Regions from separate parts of the Danio rerio genome. Here region 1 is linked to region 2. The links are chromatin contacts, called in public Hi-C maps. All regions are on one chromosome and are shown on one strand. The core of a region is the stretch at or near the end of the contact, and the rest is flanking DNA. Distances in the headings are between cores, read along the strand shown. Region 1 overlaps arhgap32a (Rho GTPase activating protein 32a). Region 2 holds the start of ncam1b (neural cell adhesion molecule 1b).

What was found. A called contact is a pair of places that touch in the nucleus more often than the background predicts.
Region 1: a contact with region 2 is called in a Hi-C map of embryo, with 3 times the contacts expected there. The contact joins the enhancer-like site here to the promoter of ncam1b in region 2. A contact is called at or near these places in 1 of 18 Hi-C or Micro-C datasets (embryo) and 2 of 4 datasets of contacts at active chromatin or transcription factors (caudal fin and embryo).

Annotation. Positions count from the first base shown.
Region 1 is chr15:21,499,078-21,502,582 of GRCz12tu, reverse strand. It overlaps arhgap32a (Rho GTPase activating protein 32a), which reads left to right. Exons shown (of 22, transcript XM_685829.11): 22 at 449-2,776. The coding sequence ends at 2,724. Among named protein-coding and RNA genes, the nearest start is that of arhgap32a, 90 kb to the left of the region's middle. Within about 2 kb of position 2,057, at least 3 of the 62 cell types and tissues checked have an H3K27ac peak or open chromatin away from gene starts, as enhancers often do.
Region 2 is chr15:21,016,439-21,020,022 of GRCz12tu, reverse strand. ncam1b (neural cell adhesion molecule 1b) reads left to right here and starts at 1,572. Exons shown (of 21, transcript NM_131831.1): 1 at 1,572-1,833. The coding sequence starts at 1,782.

The DNA of each region.
Region 1 (3,505 bases), core at 808-3,307, 480 kb before region 2:
TGCAATGTAGGTGCAGGTGTATGTTGCATGTTGTTTTTGAACCCAAATAAGTAAATGTATGCTGTGTGTAGTTTTTCTGTAATTGGTAACATATCAGAGACTGAAAGGGTCTGTATGTGTTCATACATGTTGCATTTATTTATTTTTTTTTTTATATATAAATAGTTTACACAAGTATTTATGTGCATAAAGCATCTGTTTTGTGAGACATGCTTCTCATATGATATGTGAATGACCATTGGTACCCTTTTGGCAGTAGAAATGCAAGCTTGATAAAGGTGACCCTTATAGACCCGTACCGTACTATACTATACCTCTCAGTAGAAACAGGCCATTAAACTACTAATTAGCTGCTTCTATATCCAAGTTCTGAAAGCTATAATTTATGCTCACTCTTTTAAAAAGTCTCTATTTTAAAAACTATGTTGGTTTGTCTTTCTCTGTCTAGGTGCAGTGACATTTGAATGCACGCCTGGTTTGGTGAGGTCTGTATCTCTCATAACTCCCCAGCCTGCAGTAAAAAGTGCTGCCCGTATGTTAGCTCTAGCGCTAGCCGAATCCGCCCAGCAGGCAACTCGACTCAGCAAACGTGGGAGCTCTGAACCTCCCACACCTATTTCTCCAATTCATCATAAAAACCCACTCTTCACACTCCAATTTCCTCCTCCCGTACAAACGTCTTCTGATAGAGAGGAGCGGTATGCGTCTAACAGGGCTTTCCCGGATCCATCAAGCACTATGTCTACTGAGAGTCACACTGATGCCGGCAGCCTACGCAGCACCTGCGCCTGTCATGGCAGTGAGAGCGGACTCAGCTTCTCTGATGGTTGTGATGCACCAGCTGGTGGCCAGTGCACCCATGTGCCCTCTCAGGGTTTCTCTCCTCGCACAGATCCAGAGATTCAGCTGGTTCAAGAAACCCAAACAACTCTGAGAGATAATATCCGTCATGTTGGAGTTGGTACAGATGGAGGTGGATCAAGCCTTGATGCTGAGATGGAGGTACGTGGAAGTTTACAGACGACACTCTCTGAAAGATACTCTTCCTTGGATAGTCCTTCAGCCATTGATGCACTCCACAACAAGCAGGCTGCTAATGCTGCTAACTTCCGAGCCATATTGGCGGAAACAGCCATGCCTGCTTCAGTACAAGAAGTTCTTCCACAAGCATCAAGTACTCCACCGAGTGTGTTGTATCAGTACAAACCCAGAGAGCAAAGGTCTGCTTACTCCCAACACTCCCAACAATGGTCAAGTTCGGATGGGCAAAGCACATCTTATTATCAGGTTGACGATGGGCGTCCACATCCTAGAGTTCTCTCAAGAAGCTACTGCAATACCCTTGCTCCACGATCCCTACATCAGTCTATTAAGTATAAAGGTCAACGGGAAGACTACTCCTCAGTTGGTGTCTATAGACATGGAGGACCAAGGTATCCACCGTTGGATGGAGCCTCCGTCTACCCAACTATCCGCAGGGTGCGCTCTATGCACACTCCACCTGAGGACAAATTTTTCTTCCTTCAACGGCAAGGAAGCCAAAGCAAACCTTACCAAAATCCACCACCATCAGACATCCAGCATGTGCGGCCTTACTTTGAAGATGGGAAAGTTCGGTATAGGTACAGCCCCTATTCAGAGGCTCGCTACAATCAATACCGAGAGAACAGTGGGTACACTCTGTCTTACACACTCAACAAACTGCCTTCTCGCTCATCAAAGGTGATGGCCACTTCCGAAAACTACCACAAGCCTCTACGCAACCTCCCTTTGAACAATGAGTCTGACTTCATGACCAGAGATGCTGGTTTTCTGCCAAGAAAGAAGAACCCTTCTTTCTATGAGGCTTTTAATTCTGGTTTATCTGATCGACATTTCAGTCAGTCCATTAGGCAGGAAAATGCAGCCAAGGAAAGGCCGTTGGGTCCGGTTGTGGCCCAGCCCCATCTTGTAAGATGCGATCGTCAATGCCAAGAAACAATGCACACCAGGAGCAGGTCAAACTCTGGGAAGGAGATGCTGATTTCAACTGAAGGGGCTGATGGGAAATACAGGGTCACGATGGTATCCCATTACTCCCCAGAGCACCCACTTTCTGAGCCTGATATGCCTGTGCCCTCAAAGTCAGACAGGCATGACAGCGGGCAGGGAGCCAAATCGGCTCTTATAATGAAGCAGAGTCGGTCCATGCACAACTATCCTCAACACAGGCTTGAGTCCACAGCACTGCCACACAATCTGACCCTGCATAAGGAATACAGCTGCCCTGACTTCAAACACACCGGGTCCAGCGATAGCTTCGGTGTCACACACCGCAACCAGGACAGGCTTATATATAAGACTCTCAGCAATCCTAAAGAGGACTACCAGTACATTCAGGCAATGAGCAGAGAACCGCAGAGGTCTAAGAGATCGCAGAGTGTAAAAAATCGCAATCCACCTGGTCAAGCCAAAATGACTCTGGAGCGGGATCACAGACTGCCTTTCTCCTCCCATAGCAGGACAAGAACTCGTAGTATGTATGTGCCATCTCGCTCAGACTATTCTGAAAGCTATGTTTCAGCACATCCGAAAGTTCCTAAGAGTAGCCGAGCAAGTTCTGGTGTTTTCCCAAACTACGGCTGCATGCCGCTTTATAGTAACAGACTGTATTCCACAGCTGTGGGCCACGCAGGATTTCACCAGACAGAGCTCAGGCCTGAGATGCAAATTTATGCTGATTAAGAGATTTCTATATTTAAAAATAAATAAATAAATAAATAAATACCAAAATAAATCAATAAATAAGAAATATATGACCTCTGCAGGGCAGTGGTTTTCTATTGTTAATCCGATAAAAAAATAATATTTAAAAGATTTAAAATGTTTTAATTGTTCACTAAATGGTGTCTTTCACTGCATACATACAGTTTCAAATGACTTAAGCTAACACTGCGTATTTAGGATATCACTTAAATTATGGTAATGGGTTACCGTGGCTTTATTGCTACTTTGATTTATTAAAGTGTGTTGTGTAAAATTTGTCATTTTGTTACTGTAATAGAGGTCACAGGTTTCAAAGTGAATACAAATATGATCTTTAATAAAAGAGAAAATGGTTTATACAGTAGGAGCCACTGCCTTGTGTTTCTGGGTGAGTGTAGTTTTTTTATGTATGGCCATGACTGTGGAATAAAACAGTTATATATGTCAAAGACATCAGCATATACTCTATGGTCTGACTTAAACTATGAAAGGTCATAGTCTCAGCCACTTCCCCCAGACATTATCCCCTATGCATTTTATAATCATGCACTTTATAGTTGGTCTGTGTTTTATGTAACAACAGGCACTTTAGACATGACCACATTTTTTTTATTTCTTTGTGTTCGATTTAAAGATGTGGGGGAGCACTCATCTAAACCGTTAGTTCAATTAAGTGGTAATCATTACATGATTACATAAGGAATAAAGTGTTCATCAAAATGTACTGTTCTCTTTTTTCAGTTGATTTATAAGACAATTG
Region 2 (3,584 bases), core at 323-2,822:
AATAACTTTGGCTCTCAACGATATTATGCCATTATCTTGCATTGTAAAAATCCATGAGTAGATTAACAGAAACATTTAAATTTTTGAATGAACTGTTCCCTTAATTAAGCATTCAATTATGGTTATTACACCACCTGTAATGTAAAGTGTTGCTAAAATAATGAATAAAAACCTAAAATGATAAATTATGTAAAAATGCTCGGTTTAGTTCTGCCTAACTGTGGAAGGATGCAATTATTTCTTGTTGAAAATATATTGAAGCAAATAAACCTCACCGTGTAATGCATGCATGAACACAATAACAAGTCTAACTGCCAATTCTCACTCACGCTAAAACACTTGGCCAAAAGCACAGCTTTAAATTGGATACTTGGATTCTACTTTTAGATGATCATTGTTCTCTGAAAGTTCATGGCTTCTTTTCTAAAGCCACAGTGAAAAGCAGTGGCTCTTTAGCTCTGCATGGGTTATAAAGAGATAGATAAAAGAAACATCAGTGAACTGATCCGTGAGGGAGATCATTATTTCAAGAATGACAAAATGGGGCACCGCCTTCACTTTACGCAGGGTTTTCAAACTGGGGTCCAGGGACCCCCTGGGGGATGCAAGGTAGTGCTAGGGGGTCTGTTGAAAAGTTTGAAAAAAAAAAAAAAAAGTAAATAAAATTAAATAAATAAATAAATAATGAACATGGATAGCAGTAATAACAAAAAAAAATTAAGACTTTATTCAAATAAAAATTACATTAAAATTAGACAATTGTATTAACATAAATATAAAAGAAGCTTTTTTATTATTAATTAAAACTAATTAAATTGTAAAATAATGGAAAAATGACTAAACAAAATAAAATATAATCTATGCGGAGTTTGATTTAAAAAATATTAATGATATTTAAAATAAGATGAAATTATTAATAATATATAAATAAATACAAACATATTTAAATAAATAAATAAATATGCAGTAGTAAATAATTACTGTAAAAAATATTGTAAATACACAAAAGAATCCTTATAGTTTATCTATTTAAGATGGGTATTTTGCACATGGATGATCATATTTGGCGGACCATGAAATTAAAAAAAAAAAAAAACATTGAAAACCCCTTATATATGCTAAACAACGGGTCTTTTAAAATTTTCTTCTCGATTTGTTATGAAGAATACAGTCTCCTTTCATTATTGTTTCATCTATCTCCAGTCCATATCAGTGCATACTTTAGGAGTATTATTTCTTCTTGGAAGAAGGAAATCATACAGGTTTGGAAGAAAATAAGAGTGAGTAAATGATAACAAAATGCCTCAGCTGAACTGCTATCCCTTTAAACATTCGAGTATAACTCAACCTACCCGAAGTATTGTACGTGATAAAGACTTGTTACTTGATTTTCCCTCCCATTCTTTCCTCTTTCTCGGTCAGATGGATGTGGGGATCGTGTTTGGTTTCCAGGCTTTGGTTCAGTGCTTCATTTGATCATATCGCTGTCTCTCCTCAGAGGCGCCGCTGATTGGGCGGATTAATTCGCGTGCATCTTGAAGCTGCGTGTGCACGCGCTTTTGCCTCTCAGTCTCAGCGCGCGACATATGGGCACGCGAATCTAAACCGCAACAATATCAATACAGTCCAAGCGTCGGGGATTCTCGTAAACAATCGCGTCCCGTCCAGAAAACTTCGCGGAAACTTCTCGGGCATCATTTTACGGATTACGGATTCTTCGTTTCTAGCACGGAAGGCAAAAACAAACAGTAAACACACTGTGTGTTCATAAAGGGAGTGCAATGTTTCCGACCAAGGCGATAATCTTGGTGCTTCTTTTCTTTGACAACGCAGGTAAGAGAGCGTTATGTGTTATGCAGTAGGCTAACCCTAAACACAAAAAGTTATATAATGATAGCAGTGGTTTTGTGCAATTTTCTTTCTGATTTGCATGCTACTTTTATGGGCAGTGATGTGGTGATGCTGGTGTCACTGGCAGGTGCATCTCTGGACCTGTTTGAATTCTGTTGTTCTCATTGATCTGCACTGTTGCATAGTTTGTGAGGAGCAACGTGTTGTTTACTACTTTCATGCGGTTTCTTGTGTATCCTTATAATAATAATACATCTTATAGGAACTGCTGTGTGGGCTAATTTGCTAGGCTATATCCAAAGGGCTTTGACAATAGAACCTGTCCTTAACATGAGAGGATTATCGAGCTAATATTATAATCAGTCTTGTACTCTGAGTTAAAGCGTCTGCAGGATAGCAGAAGAATCGCATTGATTTGAATTGATCCTTTGTAAATCCTTATGGGACAGTGGGATGAATTTCTTGGCAGTCCACCTGCTGCACGACTCGAGAAAGATCCAATCAGGGAGTTTGGGCGGGAACTGTCTATGATGTAATTAACCTGTTTTGTGTATCAATATTACATCATACACGACGCGGAATCCCAACTATAATGCAGTTAAGAGAATGTTATCACTGCAAAAGCCATTTTGATTGTAATTGGCAAACTTGAATTGAATTTTGAGATTATAAATGATGTTAATTGCATCTTTTATAAATATTTATTACATTTTTGGAATTTATAAATGTTTATTATTTAATGTTTTTTTCTTTATTAGATGGGTTTTACTCTTCAAAAGCAAAAACAGGTGTTTTCCTAAAATCTAAATTTTACTGTCTGAAATAATGAAAGTTTACTTAAAGGGTTCAGCCTAAAATAAAAATAAAAATTCTTCACGTTTCCTCACTTTTGACTTGTTCCAATCCATTTTGAGTTTCTTTTTTTCTGTTGAATTCACAATATGATATTTTGAAGAATGTTGGAATGTTGTAACTGATAGGAAAAACAAATAATATGGAAGTCAGTACTTAGAGGCTTCCAACACATCTTGTTTTGTACTCTACAGTAGAAAGAAACGTAAACAGGTTTGGAACAAGTGGTGGATGGGTAAATGATGCACAATTTTCATCTTCGAGTGAACTATCCCTTTAAATTTGCCTGCATTGTATTAAAGAAAACTAGTTTTTTAAAAGACATAAAAAATGACTTATTATTTACACTCTAAAGAATAAGTAACAAGAGTAATACCTACTTAAAAACTGTAAAAGCAACATGTCCTATGGCTAAATAATAAAATATTATTGAAACATATTTATTAAATGTAGTACTTGACTGTTTGTCTACTTGCATTACCTTTTTCTTGTTTTTTTGTAAAGAGTGCATCATTTTTGATCATTACGTTTTTATGTATTTATGTTTTATTTATTTTCTTATACATGTTTGTTGAGTCGTTTATATATAACAGATGACAATTAGCCTAAGTGATAAAACATAAACATTTTACAAAATGGCTATGCTCATCTTTGCAACCAACAAACCATGTTGCTTTACTGCCAAATGTTTCTCTTAAATTCTTGTGGCATTGTGCTCCTGAACATGAAAAATGGATGGCATATGCTTGGCCTCAAATTACTGCTTTGAGAGAAGCTACTGTGCATTAAATGCATTGAGCTTTAGCATTTTTTAGACTTGGGACAGTCTTGCACATTTACTTTCACACACTCTAAGTGACCATGACCGCAAGTGTGGATAT